2 separate regions of the Rattus norvegicus genome follow, and region 2 is linked to region 1. The links are chromatin contacts, called in public Hi-C maps. All regions are on one chromosome and are shown on one strand. Each heading gives the region's core, a stretch centred on a gene start, on an enhancer-like site or on the middle of the called end of the contact. The rest is flanking DNA. Distances are from core to core; before and after follow the strand shown.

What was found. Hi-C and Micro-C count contacts between places; a contact is called where the count stands out from the background.
Region 2: a contact with region 1 is called in a Hi-C map of frontal cortex, with 2.2 times the contacts expected there. The contact joins the promoter of Nup35 here to the enhancer-like site in region 1. A contact is called at or near these places in 4 of 12 Hi-C or Micro-C datasets (the A7r5 cell line, the Rat2 cell line, Schwann cells and 1 more).

Annotation. Positions count from the first base shown.
Region 1 is chr3:85,674,359-85,677,203 of GRCr8, reverse strand. Dnajc10 (DnaJ heat shock protein family (Hsp40) member C10) reads right to left here. Exons shown (of 23, transcript NM_001106486.2): 21 at 2,456-2,575; 22 at 1,078-1,182. Among named protein-coding and RNA genes, the nearest start is that of Dnajc10, 36 kb to the right of the region's middle. Within about 2 kb of position 1,508, at least 11 of the 93 cell types and tissues checked have an H3K27ac peak or open chromatin away from gene starts, as enhancers often do.
Region 2 is chr3:85,964,515-85,967,359 of GRCr8, reverse strand. It overlaps Nup35 (nucleoporin 35), which reads right to left and starts at 1,453. Exons shown (of 9, transcript NM_001004229.1): 1 at 1,386-1,453. The coding sequence starts at 1,425. It also overlaps a transcript of Dusp19 not described here.

The sequences.
Region 1 (2,845 bases), core at 259-2,758:
AAAATATGTTTAGGTTCCAGAATATTTACTGCTATTAATTCAGTATTTTACTTACACTAAACAAGATTTAGATAACTATTAACCACACCACTATTTTAAATTACATTACCGTATATTTTCTTTTAAGAAAATATTTTGGAGACAGTACTCCTGCCTAGTTTGGAACTTAGTACACAGACCAGGCTAGCATCAAACTCACGCCCGTCTCTACCTCCAAGTGCTGACATTAAAGATGTGCACCACCAAACCCAGCTCGCGTATTTCACTACTAAAGCTAGAAAATGCACAGTACAAGCCCCGGGGAGACTCAGAGTTATACACCTACTTTCACAACATTTCCTGTACTTCAGAGCCAGACTCCTTCACACTCTTAAGTAGTCACTGCCGTTTCCAGCCTCACCCTGTCTTGGCACCCACTAACCTGCCTTCTAACATTTTACATGTATAGAACCATGCTCTATGTGGTCTTTGTGACTAGCTCCATTCCATTAAGCACATTTCCTCCCTCCCTCCCTCCCTCCCTCCCTCCCTCCCTCCCTCCCTCCCTCCCTTCCTTCCTCCCTCCCTTCCTTCCTTCCTCCCTCCCTTCCCTCCTTCCTTTCTTTTCCTTCTTCTTCTTTTTCTTTTTTCTTTTTTCGTTTCTAAGACTGGGTTTCTCAGTATAATACCTGGCTATCCTGGAACTTGCTCTGTAGACCAGGGTGTACACCACTGCCCGGTTTACTAAGCTTTTTTTCCTAAAACTTTACCGTGCAGTATGGATGCTTTCGCTTTTTACCTTAACAAGACTCCACAGTATCAGTGCACCACTTTTGCTTATCCACTCCGTTGGTGGGTGGCTGTCTTTCCCTATTTTGCTGTATGAGTGATGCTGCTCTATACACTGGAGTCTAAGGGTTTTTTTTTGTTAACTGGTGAGTACACAAATTTCCAAGCATTCCATTATCTAGAGTCTATCACGTTGGCTGCTGTATTTCTCCAAAGTGAGAATGTCTCTGAATATTCATTTTTGCATGGAATGCACACTGAGAACATTATCTTGGCAGCCTGCCACTCACTTGTAGGCTTGGCTCTCACCTTATTTCTCTTTACTTGGCTTTGGAACGTTTCCAATTTTCCATAAATTAAGGCAGCAATAGTTTTTGCATCTCTGGAATTTATTTGCTCTTCCCAAATACTTTTCTAAAATTAAAAACACTCATGTTATCTTTTAGATATTTTAATCAAAACATGACATTTCCACACAAGAAGCTTGCTTACTTAGGCCTTAAAGTTCTTTTGTTCCAAAGCCGTTTAAATTTCCTGTTTCTTCAAGTGCATAATGCTACGAAAGTAGCTAACCCACACTAGAAAGAATGATACTGCATGTTCACAAAACGGTCTCTGGGAAAACGCATCACTGTTTCAAAGATTCTCTGTGGTGGGGTGCATGTGTGTACCAGACTGACGTGGGGTGCTTGGCAGTAGAGCATTGCCCTTGTGTGTTTAGCCTTTAGTACTACAAAGTACTAAAGAACGCCATGAAGGAAAGGATGCCATCAGCTCACGTCCCAGTTCTTTTCTTACAAAATATTTTAGTAGGCAAAATGTGTCTTCATTTCTCTTAAAAGGGTCAATATTCATGCTAAGATATCTTAGATCTGTTCAAAAGCATTGTATTGTACCTGGGAGGACTGGACAGATCTGATGTGCTTTCTGTTAACAACTGTATCAGCTGAAAGATGCCACTTTTGAACCAGTGATCACAGACCCTGGCTGACTGAGACCTTGGTAGAGCTCTGGTTTCTTTCATTGAAAAATCTAACAGAGCCAGGCACTGTAAAGCATGAAATCCTAATACTCAGAGGCAGGTGGATATATCTGAGAGGCCAATGCCAGCCAGCTCCTCAAAGCAAGTTACCTAACACAAACAAAAACCAAACCCAACCAACAACCAACAAACAAATAAACAAACAAATAAAAAACCAAAAAAACCATGAAAAGGGCATATCAGTAGTAGGGCCCCCAAACAATTTTACCCAAAGCAAAAGTCCCCACTTATAATCTAAGCCCTTAGTAAGCATCCCTCAAAAATGCTGTTACTAAGTGTATTTCAAAGTATTTATAAACTAATGTCTTTCAACTTTTTTTAGAAGGGAACATTTAAAAAGCATTATTATATTAAAAAATAGAAAATATATAAAATTGCATAGAACTTTGAATTCATAGACACAATGTGTACTAATGTTTGGTTTTGTTTCTTCCTGTTCATGGAGCACAAAGTCTATAAGGCAACTGAGAGCACACAGACCAGAAAGTCTTTTAAGATCCTTTGGTATACCAGAAAAGACGACATCTCAGTAAGACATATTTTTAGAAGATGAAGGGAGAAACCGGAAACTAGACAAAATCTTCCTCCCACACACCATTCTGGGCTGGGCTACTGGAGGAAGGCAGAGTTAGAGACTGCACGCACCTTTGCTCTTTCATAGAGGTACAGTTTGACACTGGGGTAGGCTCTGATGCCAGCTTTCTGGCACGTTTGGGGGTAAGCCTGACAGTCCACTTTCCCAGCTTTTACTTTCCCTTTGATCATCTGAAAAACAAAACAACAATTCACAGAGCTTGCCACTTTTCCACAATATATTTCTTTTTTTTTTCTTTTTTTCGGGGCTGGGGATCGAACCCAGGACCTTGTGCTTCCTAGGCAAGCGCTCTCTCTACCACTGAGCCAAATCCCCAACCCCCCACAATATATTTCTAATCTTTATATATTTATATAAAGTTTTTCTAGACCCAACAAGAGCTCAAAGAGCCAGATGCAGATATTTACACCCACCCAATGGACAGAAGCTGCTGAGCCCTG
Region 2 (2,845 bases), core at 204-2,703, 290 kb before region 1:
TTCAGTCCCCAGGACATATAACACATCCATACACTTGCACATTATATAAAAATCTAATTAGGTCAAGAAAAAATAGGTCACCTAAATACACAGTAATAAAGTAGGAAGCCAGACTGTCACTAACCATCCCTTCATGATTGAACATAAAGGCTTAATGACTGCATCCTGCATGTCTGAAATTCCATTTCTCAATCTCTGCCCCTAAGTAGTAAGTCCTGCACTGTCCTACTCAGAGAGCAGTGTGCTGGTAAGGTGTTGAGAGGATGTCAGAACTGAAAAATGTGCAACACGTGACTCTGAACAGTAAATGTCAGACAATGTCAATTCTACGCTAGGTAATATACAAGAATGTGTTTGTTCACATTTATTACACCGGAAAATATGCTCTCCAAAATGTTATTGTTGAACAGAAAAACCTAGAACTGCTAATGAAATGTCCTGATCTCTAAATAATATAAGAACAAAAACCTGAAAACAAGTTTTAATGCCACAGTGTATCTACATCATTAACATTATTTGTTCTGTTTTTATAATGCACTAAAAAAAATTAAGTTACATTATTCTTTTTTCCCTATTGTTTTTGGCTTCTTGTTTTGTTTTGGATACAAGGTTTCTTGGTAGGAACTCTGTAGACCAGGCTAGCCTTGAATGCAAGAGATCTGCCTACCGCTGCCTCCCAAGTGCACCACAACCGCCCAGCAAAGTTACGCTATTCTTAAAACAACTTTTACCCAAAAGGTGGCAAACATTACATGCCACTTGGAGCTACAAAGTTAATCCTGCACAATATATACAATGCTTGCTCTCTTTAACCAGCTCAGAGAGTTATAAACTAATACTACGGTACGTCTATGAAACTGTAGACAGGTTATTTTGTTTTCTGTTGTAGAATATGACCGTTGTCATTACTCACAAAACTTAGCGGGAGTGGGGAGTGTCAACACGTTAATTTGTTTTTACCAAATACGGCATACTCGGAACGTTTCCCCAATAATGGATATGAATATTTATAATCAACAGTAGCCCAATGGAGCTGCGTTCCAAAGTAAAGGGCGGAGGATGTGGAAGGAGCCAGGTTGATTCTAGGTCATACATTCATATACAAATTTCTTTTGTGACGTTAAAACAGGACCTAGAAACTTAGGTAGCCCCGCGGCAGCTGATACCACTGCGACCAGAGGTTCACCGCCCATCCTCGTGGTCGCTTTCGGGGAACGGGGCAGGTGACCACAGTAGAGCCGAGCGCAGTGCAGGGATCCCGGCTACTGCCGCCCAGATGTCATCGGCCACAGTGCCCAGCCCCCGCTCCCTCCGTAGCGTGTGGCGGTCGCCTCCAGGTCCACAGCGCACTAATTGTGCCACGGGAGAGGCCGCGGTTCACTCACCCAGCGTGGGCGCCTGGGGATCCACCGCAAACGCTGCCATCGCAACGGCCGCCACCACTCCAGCAAGGATCTTCCCAGTTTTCAAAAATGGCGGAAACTCTTCTTACCGTAAGAGCCGCGCGGCCTTATGGGTTGCGTAACTTCCGACCATGCTCTTTGCGGAGGGTGTAGGCGTTTCAGCCATTTTGGAAGAGGGCAAACTTCTATACCCTATCTGGGATTCTAAGGAACATTTTATGAAGATGCGGGGAACAACGTGGGATCTCTGGTTCTAAAAATGGCAAGCCTCCTGAAATGTTGTTTATGCTTCATACAAAGAGATTCCCTTGCTCTCTTGATAATTAGTGCGATTTTTGCATCGACTTCCCTAACCTGTTAAAGTAGGTTTAATGAAACCATATATTCCTTTTCAACTTGATTCCTGCACTTGATATAGGACGTTTGTTTCACAAAGTATTTTTTCCATCATCTATATGTCATTTCTTTTAAATGGTGTTATGTGAGAGTAATTTTACATTAAAGCATAATCAAGGTTTATTACATCAAATAAATATAAATTTAAATTGATTTTTTAAAAAAGGATTAAAAAACCCAGGCGCCACATGCCATTCTGCCCATGACATCCCTGTGCTTCACTCTGCTATGACATCTTCACTCTGCTATCTTTCCTTAGAGTCCATGCATGTACTTTATGTGTGTTAAAATACATTTAGTTTTGGCTGGGTAGTGGGGCACACACCTTTAATCAGAACACTTGGGATGCAGAGGCAGGCATCTGAGTTCAAGGCCAGCAAGGTCTACGGGGGGGGGGGGGTGTTCCAAGACAGCCAGGGTTACACAGAGAATTCTATTTCAATTGAATTATATTAAGTTAAAAGGCAAAAGTCAATAGCCTTAAGCCTGATACTGTATTAAATTTATTAGTTACCACAAGGGAGTCAGGTATAAATTGTTACACAAGCTTGACCACTCTTGGGAAAGTGTCAGTAATGATTGGGAGATAGCAGTTTCTTCCTGGACAGGCCATACCGCAACACTGCCATCAGGTCAGATCTGCCTGTCACCTCGTCTCAATAATGATTCCAAATTAAAGGACAGATTCCAAGAAATCAATTTTATTTTGTTTGGTTTGGTTTGGTTTTTGTCGAGACCTGTTTTCTCCCCATAGTCCTGGCTATCCTGGAACTCACTAGTACACCAGGCTGGCCTCCCTGACTCTGCCTCCAGAGTGCTGGAATTAAAGGTGTGTACCACCACCACCCAGCCAGAGTTAAAATTTTAGAACCATTTACAAGTTCAGTTTACTTTAAGGAAAAAAAATGTGCTGAGTGCAATGCTATGTACCTTTAATCCCAGCACTCAGGAAGCAGAGGCAAGTGGATCTCTGCAAGTTCAAACTCATCCTGGTCTGTACATAGTGAGTTCCAGGGGAGAGAGAGCCACATAGAGCGCCCCCCCAA